2 separate regions of the Cricetulus griseus genome follow, and region 1 is linked to region 2. A link is a contact called in public Micro-C data. All regions are on one chromosome and are shown on one strand. The core of a region is the stretch at or near the end of the contact, and the rest is flanking DNA. Distances in the headings are between cores, read along the strand shown.

What was found. Hi-C and Micro-C count contacts between places; a contact is called where the count stands out from the background.
Region 1: a Micro-C map of the CHO-K1 cell line shows a contact between it and region 2, with 4 times the contacts expected there. The contact joins the enhancer-like site here to the promoter of Adss2 in region 2. A contact is called at or near these places in 3 of 8 Hi-C or Micro-C datasets (the CHO-K1 cell line and fibroblasts).

The regions. Positions count from the first base shown.
Region 1 is chr5:16,113,671-16,118,284 of CriGri-PICRH-1.0, forward strand. No RefSeq gene overlaps it. Among named protein-coding and RNA genes, the nearest start is that of CUNH1orf100, 20 kb to the left of the region's middle. Within about 2 kb of position 1,656, at least 3 of the 6 cell types and tissues checked have open chromatin away from gene starts, as enhancers often do. A contact at or near this core is called in the CHO-K1 cell line and fibroblasts, where this site is marked.
Region 2 is chr5:16,048,446-16,052,861 of CriGri-PICRH-1.0, forward strand. Adss2 (adenylosuccinate synthase 2) reads left to right here and starts at 1,358. Exons shown (of 13, transcript NM_001292059.1): 1 at 1,358-1,647. The coding sequence starts at 1,465.

The DNA of each region.
Region 1 (4,614 bases), core at 406-2,905, 66 kb after region 2:
GAGGCTGGCAGGGTCAAGGGCAGAGTCACTGACAACTTTGTCTGCCACATAGCTGAGGATTGTTGGGGGTTCTGTTTGTCCTACTGATGAGGCTCCTTGAAGGCTTACAGTGAGTTTAGGTTTTCATTTGAAGTCCTGGGAGTAATGAAGACAGCACAAAGTAGTGCTTCACAGAGCGTGGGAGGTTGGATGTGAGTCTTGTTTATACAACCAAACGCAATGGCTTCATTTCCTTGACGAGCTCAGAGCCAATCTGCCCAACCAGACCAAAGAGTGGATGGGGAGAGATTATTCCGAGCACAGTGTTTCTCCAAGCAAAGGCAAGCCAGAAGCTTCTACAAGGGAAGCTTGCACAGATTCACATAAGAAAGACTTGTCATCACACGTAGGGGTAGACGAATTCCCAAGTATGCTCCGTTGGGGATCATGCATTGCGTTTTGAAAAACACGGCAGAATGGAAACTCTCTGGGTGAAGAATTTCACACCATAATGAGCAAAATTGGGTGCAGATCCCCTAATTAAGTTGGCTGGTTCCTTGAGAGTTACTGTGTTTGAACTGGAAACAACTCAGCGCAAAAGGGAAACCTATGTTGGTGCTGGAGACGGCTCAGTGGATAACAGGGCTTGCTGCTCTTCCAGGGACCCTAGTTCAGTTCCCGGCACCCATGCCAAGTGGCTCAAAACATCCTCTAACTCTAGTTTTAGGGGATCATATGCCTTTTCTAGCTTCTTTGGGCACCTACAACACTCATATTGCACACACATGTCCATGCACACACAGACACATACAGACACACATAGATAATAAACTGAAGAACAACAGAAGAAAACATAGAAGATACCTGGAACGGACTTCTGGCATCCATTGCACACATGTGAGTGCACATGTATACACAAACACATACATCAAACACACAATAAATAAGTAAATAAATAATACATAAATAAAATTGACTTTGAAAATTTGGTTCTGATTTTTAATCTATATAATACAAATATATTTTAAATATAAGAAAATAGAAATAGCTGGAAAGTGTGGTAAGAGCCATTTATCAAGGGCACATGTAGAGAGCAATGAGATTGGGGAGGTTGGGTTTTTGAGACAGGGTTTCACTTAGTTGCCCTGCGTGTCCTGGGACTCATTACACTTGAACTCACCTGCCTCCGCCTCCCAAGTGCTACACCATCACAGTTTTCTGTCTTTCTTTCCCTCTCTTTTGGACCACAGCTACCCAGGGCCTCTCCAGCCCTGAGCAACTTTATTCTGACTGCAGATAACCCAAGCAGCTGAATAGGTGTTTGAGATACAGAACTATCAGAACATGGAGATGGGGGAAGCCAAGCCACGCGTCAGTTGGCATGGACTCATTTAGTATAAAGTACCACATCTGAGGACGTGGCTAAGGGATACTTGCCATTTCATACTTCTAGATGCTACAGTTGGAGATACAGTGTGGACAAGACTGGTTCTGATAAAGGTTGCCAGAGAGAGTCTGCGTGACTGTCCCTGGGGGAAATGTAAAGAAACTATTTATTCACACCCTCCCCAATAGAGGGTGCCAATAGACCAAAGACAAGATTCCCTCCAAGTCTATCTTGGTGAACGCTTGAGCTTACTGGGGTTACTAACAGAAATGTGGGTGACTCACAGGGAGCTGTGTCAACAGCGAGCTGCCTGAGTAACAGCCAGCTGTTAGCCTCTTGTATAGCTCTGCTGGGCTATCCTAAGGATTGCATGAAGGCTCACAAACGCCATAAACTCTGTGAGCTTGGTGAGCCTCTTCCCTCTTTCTTTGAGGGAGTGTTATAGGGCTCACTCACCGGATGAGTGATCTCAAAAGTATTTATTCGAGATGGCAATGGTCATGCCTAACCAAGAGGAAACAGTGACACACTTACTAACCCTGTCATTTTGATCTCTGCCTTTCTCTTCAAATGTGTCTCTCTTTCTCCTCTGTCTGTCTCTCTCCCTGTGTGTGTGTGCTTCTGTCTCTCCCCCTTTTTTATCCTTCTCTAACTTTTATCTTTATATCTTCAGCAACTCATTTCTACATTTTGAAGTATTTTGGGTTAGGACTTCAACATATAAAAATTTAAGGGACACTATTTATCTCTTGTCATAGGGTGCGACTGATATGTGAGACTATAGGACAGAGGAGAGAAAGAAGTTAGGCCAGAAAGCAAAACCATGATAAGCCTTTCAATGATGGTGGTGATGATGTTGGCGATGGCTGCAGACATTGATTAAGAAGCTATTTCATAAGCAGATATGATTCTCAGTATCTTGTGTGGTTTAGAATAAATATTCTAATTTCTTTGTTTGAAATAGGGTGTTGCTCATTGCCCAAAAAATTGTGCTTCTCTTGCTTCTGTCTCCAGAGTGCTGGGATCACTTACATACACCATCACATGAGGCTGTATTAGAGTATTTAATTCTCACCTCCTCCATGCCTGGAGCTGAGGTTGGAGCCCAAGGCCCTGGGCACGCTAAGTACATGCTCCTCCGCTGAGCTATATTCTCAGTCCTCATCCTCAGCATTTTTATAGATGGGAAAGTTGAGGTATAAGGAGCTTTCTCAGCTCAACTCTGTAATTCTCAGACTTCCCCCCCCCTTCCTTTTCTGAAGAGGTGAGAGAGCAAAGGAAATGACTTCTAGTCACATTTTTATGTCGTAGGGAAGCTGGGTCAACGGGACCCCTCAGTGGTCGTCCTGAAAGTTGACTGGTCAGTGAACTTGGAGTCAGGATTGAGTCACAGCTGCGGTATATTTTCCTGGCGGAAAACAAATTCTGTTTTTGGAGTCTCCAAGGAAAGGTTTTTAATGAAGTCAGTGCCCTCTAGTCATCTCTGACTCATGGCTTCTTCACTTGGGAACGTTTTCTCCATGATTCCCTGATGTTCCTTACACTTAATGAGCTCCTGTCCTATCCATCTCTTCTCAGTATGTGCCGGGTCCGCTCTTTAAAGGCCTCAGTAGCTAGTAATTGATTTACCCAGGCTCTAAACTGGGATTAATGTAGCTCTCAGACTTTGTCAGAGAGTTTCTTTGTGTACTGGATGGTGGTGAAGAAGACACTCAAGGCTGGTCAGAGCACAGAGGGTAAGTGATAATGAAAGTGCTCACCCACAAATAGGAGATCTGTCACCATCCCCACCTCCCGAGGCTCAGGAGCCACTTAGGAAGATGATGTAGCAGGCTTGTAAGAGCCAGCACCTGGGGAGGACAAGGACGAAACCAAGCCTTCTGGATATGACAGGACTGATGGATGCACTCACAGCAGCTGTATTTTCCCCGCACACGATCCGCACAAGATCATCTAAGTAGGGGGTTCTCGAGCCAATACCCAACCCAGGAGCTATGCAGAGCTGATGGCTTGTAGAGGAGGGAGAGCCAGTTTTCTCTAAGATTGTGGCTCCTGGTAGGTCAACCATGCTCTAGTGGATGGTCCTACACCCAGGGGTATACGGATAGCCCAGATTGGAGTTGATGGGTTATTTACAAAAATGGACAAGAAGTTAGGGTGTAGAGAAGTGGGAGCAGATCTGGGAGGAGTTAAGGGGAGGAGTTGGGGTTAATACAATCAAAATACATTATATGAAATTCTGAGTTAATAAATATGCTTTAAAAAATTTACTAATAACTACAAAGGTTGTTAAACTGGTTCAACAGGCTTTTGTACAAGATGCGAGGAGAGCCAAGTATGAAGTCTGAGATTATTTTACGATTTTTTTTTTTTTTTTTTATGTGGGAGCTCTGGCTTGGCATTAATCCTGGCTCAGATCTGAGTGGCTCCTAAAAACCTGAAAGTCCTATTATGCTTGAGGACAGAGAAAATGCACAAGAGGAAGGGACAGGTCCTTCCTGGATTATAAGATTTTTGTTTCTGTTTTCTGAGATTCAGGAACATGACATTGAGAGATTAATGGCAATGATGGATCTATCTATCTATCTATCTATCTATCTATCTATCTATCTATCTATCTGTCGTCTATATAATAATCTGCCTTTTGTGCTGGGGAGGGAGCCCAGGACCTTGCATATGGTAGACGGACACTCTACTACCAGCCTATGCTTCCAGGACTTCACTTAAAATAAAAGCCTTGGGCAGCCCCTCCCCCACCCCAGTCGGAACTGCATCCCGTTGACACAACCTCAGTGAATCACAGTTGCACATGTTAGAAGCATCTTGGAGAGTAGCTGGTCCTTCCCACCGCTCCATGTGTCAGGGGGACAGGAAAAGGGAACCACAGTGACTAGCCAAGGTCATGTAGCTCCTGAGTCAGAGCCTATATTCCTTTTCTGTTTTAAATGTTATGTTTATTTTTTGTGTATGAGTATTTTGCATGTGTGTATGAACATCACATGCATGGTGTCCCGCGCGCTCTGTATTTCTCGCCAGCAAGAAATCATACACGGGACACTCGGATCCTTCTGCAGACAAGCTTTAATGCATCTTGAGAGTGAAAGAGCATAAGCTTCCCAGAGCGGAGACGCCGAGCCAAGAATCCCGTCCCCTAATAAAGGCTGGCAACCGCCGCCTCGGACGTGTCACCCCATGATTGGCTGCAGCTCATCCGGCCATATGACGCCACGGAATAGGCAGAGATCAAG
Region 2 (4,416 bases), core at 108-2,607:
GTGGAAACATTAGATCAGGGCTAGAGACATGTGGCTCAGCAATTAAGAGCCCTTGCTGCTCTTCCAGAGGATGCGGGGATGCTCTTCTCAGCACCTATCAGATGGCTCACCATCGCCTGTTACTCGAGCTCCAGGGGATCTGACGCCCTCTTCTGGCCTTCATGAGCATGTGCGCGCGCGCGCGCGCACGCGCACACACACACATACACACACACACACACACACACACACACACACACACACACACACACACACACACACACACACACACACGAACGAAAAACCCACTTCAGACAGACATTAGGCATACTCTGAAATCAGCGACAATGGAAACTCTGAGAGCAGAACACAGAGGAAGTCCACAGGCTAACCGAATCTGCAAACAAGATGCCTACGGTGCCATTTCAAACTTCATTTGAGCAAGTTAAGCCCTGTATAAAAGTCTGAAGGCCTGGAGAGCATAACTCAGTGGTTGAGTAGTGGCCTCAGATTACAAGGATTGGATTTGATCTCCAACACTTCAAGAGGGGAAAAGCAGGCTGTGGGGGGGAGGGGCGGTAGAGGGGGGAGGGGCGGTAGAGGGAGAGAAATTGTTTTGTAGAAAGGATGTATTTTATTTTATAAAATACGTTGTGGGGATCTAAAAGAAAACAGGCGCATTACGGATATAACGTGGCTAACTGACTCATCTCTGCGTACTGTAAAATGATAAGTTAGGACTTCTCTGCATTTCCTAAATCCTCTACTTTCTCTGCTTTTGAGTCTGCACTTCTAGTCCTGTTTTTAGTTCTAAATGTATTCGGCTCCGTTCCAGCCCCCGTGCGTTTTTAAATCCCCGTTTATATTTTACGAGGGTATTTCGCTCCCTAACAAACCAAGTCTTTCAACTCAGAAAACAAAACTGGCTTTCTCAGACCCAAACCCGTAGACCATGACATCATGGCGCCGCGCCTCGATGGCCGCCTCGCGGCACGGCATGCTGGGAGTTGTAGTCCCACACCCCTCACGGCCCTCACGGCCCTCACGTCCCTCCGCGCCTCTGGAGTTTGAATGCCCCTGGAGGGGCTGGTGGGCGGGGCGCAGAGGGCGGAGCTCTCCTAGCCCCGCCCCTCCGCCCTCCGCTCTCGCGCGGTTCTCGGCGGAGCCGCGCGCCAGGCCGGAGAAGGGGTGTGGCCTGGGCCCTGGGGTGGCGGCAGTTGAGGCCGCGGCGCCTGCGGGCGGTGCTGCGGCTCCGGCCTGCGCGAAGTGGTCCCGCCCTGAGCGGCGCGGCGGCGGCGGCGGCGGCGGCGGCGGCGGAGCGCGGGCGGGCCTGGCGGGAGGGTGGCGGCCCGCGGGGCGGGGGCGGGGCCGGCCTCTGGCTCCTTCTTCCTCCGCATGTGGCTGGCGGCGGCGCAGCAGTTGGGTTCACGCTCGCTTCGCCCGCCGCGTCTCGTCCCGGCGCTCGTGGCCTGAGCGGAGGGAGCCATGTCGATCTCCGAGAGCAACCCGGCGGCCGCCTCCCTGCCCAACGGCGACTGCGGCCGCCCCAGGGCGCCGCCCGGAGGGAACCGGGTGACGGTGGTGCTGGGCGCGCAGTGGGGCGACGAGGGCAAAGGGAAGGTGGTGGATCTGCTGGCGCAGGACGCCGACATCGTGTGCCGCTGCCAGGTGAGGGGAGCCGGGCCCTGGCGGGGACGCCCGGCGCGGGGACGTGTCACCTTGAGGCGCGCCCCTGGGGCTGGGAGCTGCGGGGGACCCCGTCCCGGAGCCCCGGGTGACGCTCCGGGTGGCTCTGGCGGAGCCTGGAGGGTGCGCGACGCTGGAGCTGCCTTTTGGGATCTGGGGACGGCACTGGCGGTTCGCTGCGGGGCGGAGTGGAGGGAGCTACCGCCCGAGGCCTGCTCCCTTCTCCGGCTGTGACCCGGTGAGGACCCGGCGAGGCCCACCCACCCTGGCGGCCAAGGGAGGGTCCTTTTTCCGAAATTCCCAGAAATGGAGGGTCACCCCTGCCCCACCTGCTGCAGGCCCCGGGCACGCAGAGCCTCTCCTCCTGCCATCCACTTTGTTGACATCAGGTTCCGCTACGGAGCTTTGGGACTGTTGGGGTCCACTTTCTTTCTTTCTCTCTCTTTTTTTTTTTAAATTCTTATTTGTATCCCATAAATTAATATTTACGGGAGATCTCATGGGACCCTAAAGAAGGAATCCCTACTCTGTTGAAAAGTGTGAGACAAGTAGCTACAGAGATTTCAAATTGGATATTTAGAAAATTTTGCAGTGTTTCGGCAACATAAAAAGTTGACTTTCGGGAAATCGAGTGCTTCCTACCCGGACACACGTGGTTTTCAGTGTTAGCTTTTTTTTTTTTTTTCCTTCTTCTTCTTTTTCTTCTTCCCTATTTGTCGTTTGCTTTGAAGCAGCCTAGAGGCAAGGCCTTTGTGAAGGCTCTCAGAAAACTGTCTCCTAGTTTCAGAATTCAAAATAGATGAGCAATACCCATGTTCAAAACAAGATGTAGTGTTTGCAGTTAACGGCGGCATGTTTAGGTTGTAAGCATTTTTTTTTTCCTGAAGGTATGTGGTTTTGTGTGTTGATATGCAGGCGGTTTACGTTAGTCAAGGGACCTGGTGGGAAGCTTTCTACCTAAAATTGAATCCCATGCAGAAGCAGGTCTGTGCAAAGCTAGATACTTTGACTTGGGTTATCTTCCTGTGTATTGCCTGCAGACACCTACCCTGTCTCTTAAGTCGAGCTAGCCATGGGAGCAGCTACTGCCTTAGCACCCATTATTCCTTCCCGGGTTTCTGTCCCTGCACCTTGTCTGGTAGCATGCATATTTAACAGTGCTCTCAAAGGTGTCGGTATGGACCCCTGACTCGCACTGCCTGCCATAGGAAATGCTCCAAAGCACAGCCTTCACCATTTACTTTTAAAGTCAGATCTTGTGTGCTGAACTAGAGACTTAGAAAAGTGCCTAAACTCTTGCTGAATAGAAGGGTGGGTTTGAGGCCTGCTTGACTTTTTACTTAGAAATAGTTCACAGGTCCAGTTTCATTGTATATTCTGAGCCCCTGTAGCCATTGTAGCATTTATCCAAAAGGTTCTCAGTATAACTACCTTTAAAAGGTTATAGGATCAGTTTGTAGACTGAAGGTGTTACTTTGTTACCAAGACTGACCTGATGCCTTTGGAATGTCCGGAGAAGTAATTGTGGAGAAGCAAGCCATGCTTGGCTTCCAAGTGTTAGCTGAGGCTAGTGGAGAAGACAAATACGTGATCAGTCAGACTTCCCACACTTATAAACTTACTTACTACTTATATAATCCTTACATTTTTTTCTATATGTTAATTAAGTATACAGTCAAACATTTATTAATAAACATCAGTTCTCTAGAGTGTTTTTTATATATGGATACGTAAATCAATATATAAAATGTATCCATACTTCAATTAGAATCACAAAATAATTCTGTCACATATGAAATGTCATTTTAAAGGGAGGAAGGTTATGGCTGATGTTTCTTCTAACTACTATACATTTTAATAAATAATATACCCTTTGGGGGGGGAAATAGGTGCAAAGCTATTGACATCTCATCATTGGAGCACTTAAGGCCTGTCTTCCAATTCAGGATCATACTTATTTATAAATGTGTAGGTCCTCCAGGTTGATAAATATGTCTGTCTATAGGACGTGAACCAAAGAATGGCCATTACTGCTGTGTTGCCTTTAGTTTTAGATCAATATGGGTTTTTTGTTTGTTTGCTTTTGTTTTTTTTTTTGGAAAGGAGAATCATAAGTAGAGGACTGGCTGCAGACTGATGATTCATCCAGGAAACACCTATTTTGTATCTACAGGACAACACTTAGCTCTGCAATGGAAATGCCAGAATGTCTAAGCTTGTGTCCACAAGAAACTCCTAGTCTAGGAAACCACTGCTGTGTAAACGGATTTGTTGCCAGGGCAGCGTTGAGGAAGGTGGTAGTGTGTGGAGACAGAACAGCACAGAAGTAGCTTGTTAGTAAACCTATTACACTTCTCCCCCAGTAAGACACTCTATTTGCTTTCTTTATTTTGTTGAGTAGCAACTGAGTTTGTACCAGCCTTATTTAATGGTCTGAGAGAAAGGCAGGCTGGTGATCTCGGTTACCCTGGCAGCCATGGCTTGCCAATGATCAGGTAAAACTAGATGCTGGAATTTGGCACTTAGAGTCCAAACTTCTTCACTAAGACCTTCAAGGCAATGCTGTTCCCTGCTTTCATTGTGAGTTGTTCCATAATGGGAATTAAAGGTATGAAACAAAACCCGAGGCTGTCATCATTTTCACATTTGTGTGTCTGAACCTAAAGTAACCATAATGGTGAAAGGATAAGTGGATGCTTTCAGGTTTGCAAAGATTGCCCAAGCACTTGGATGTCATTGCTAAAAAGTAAT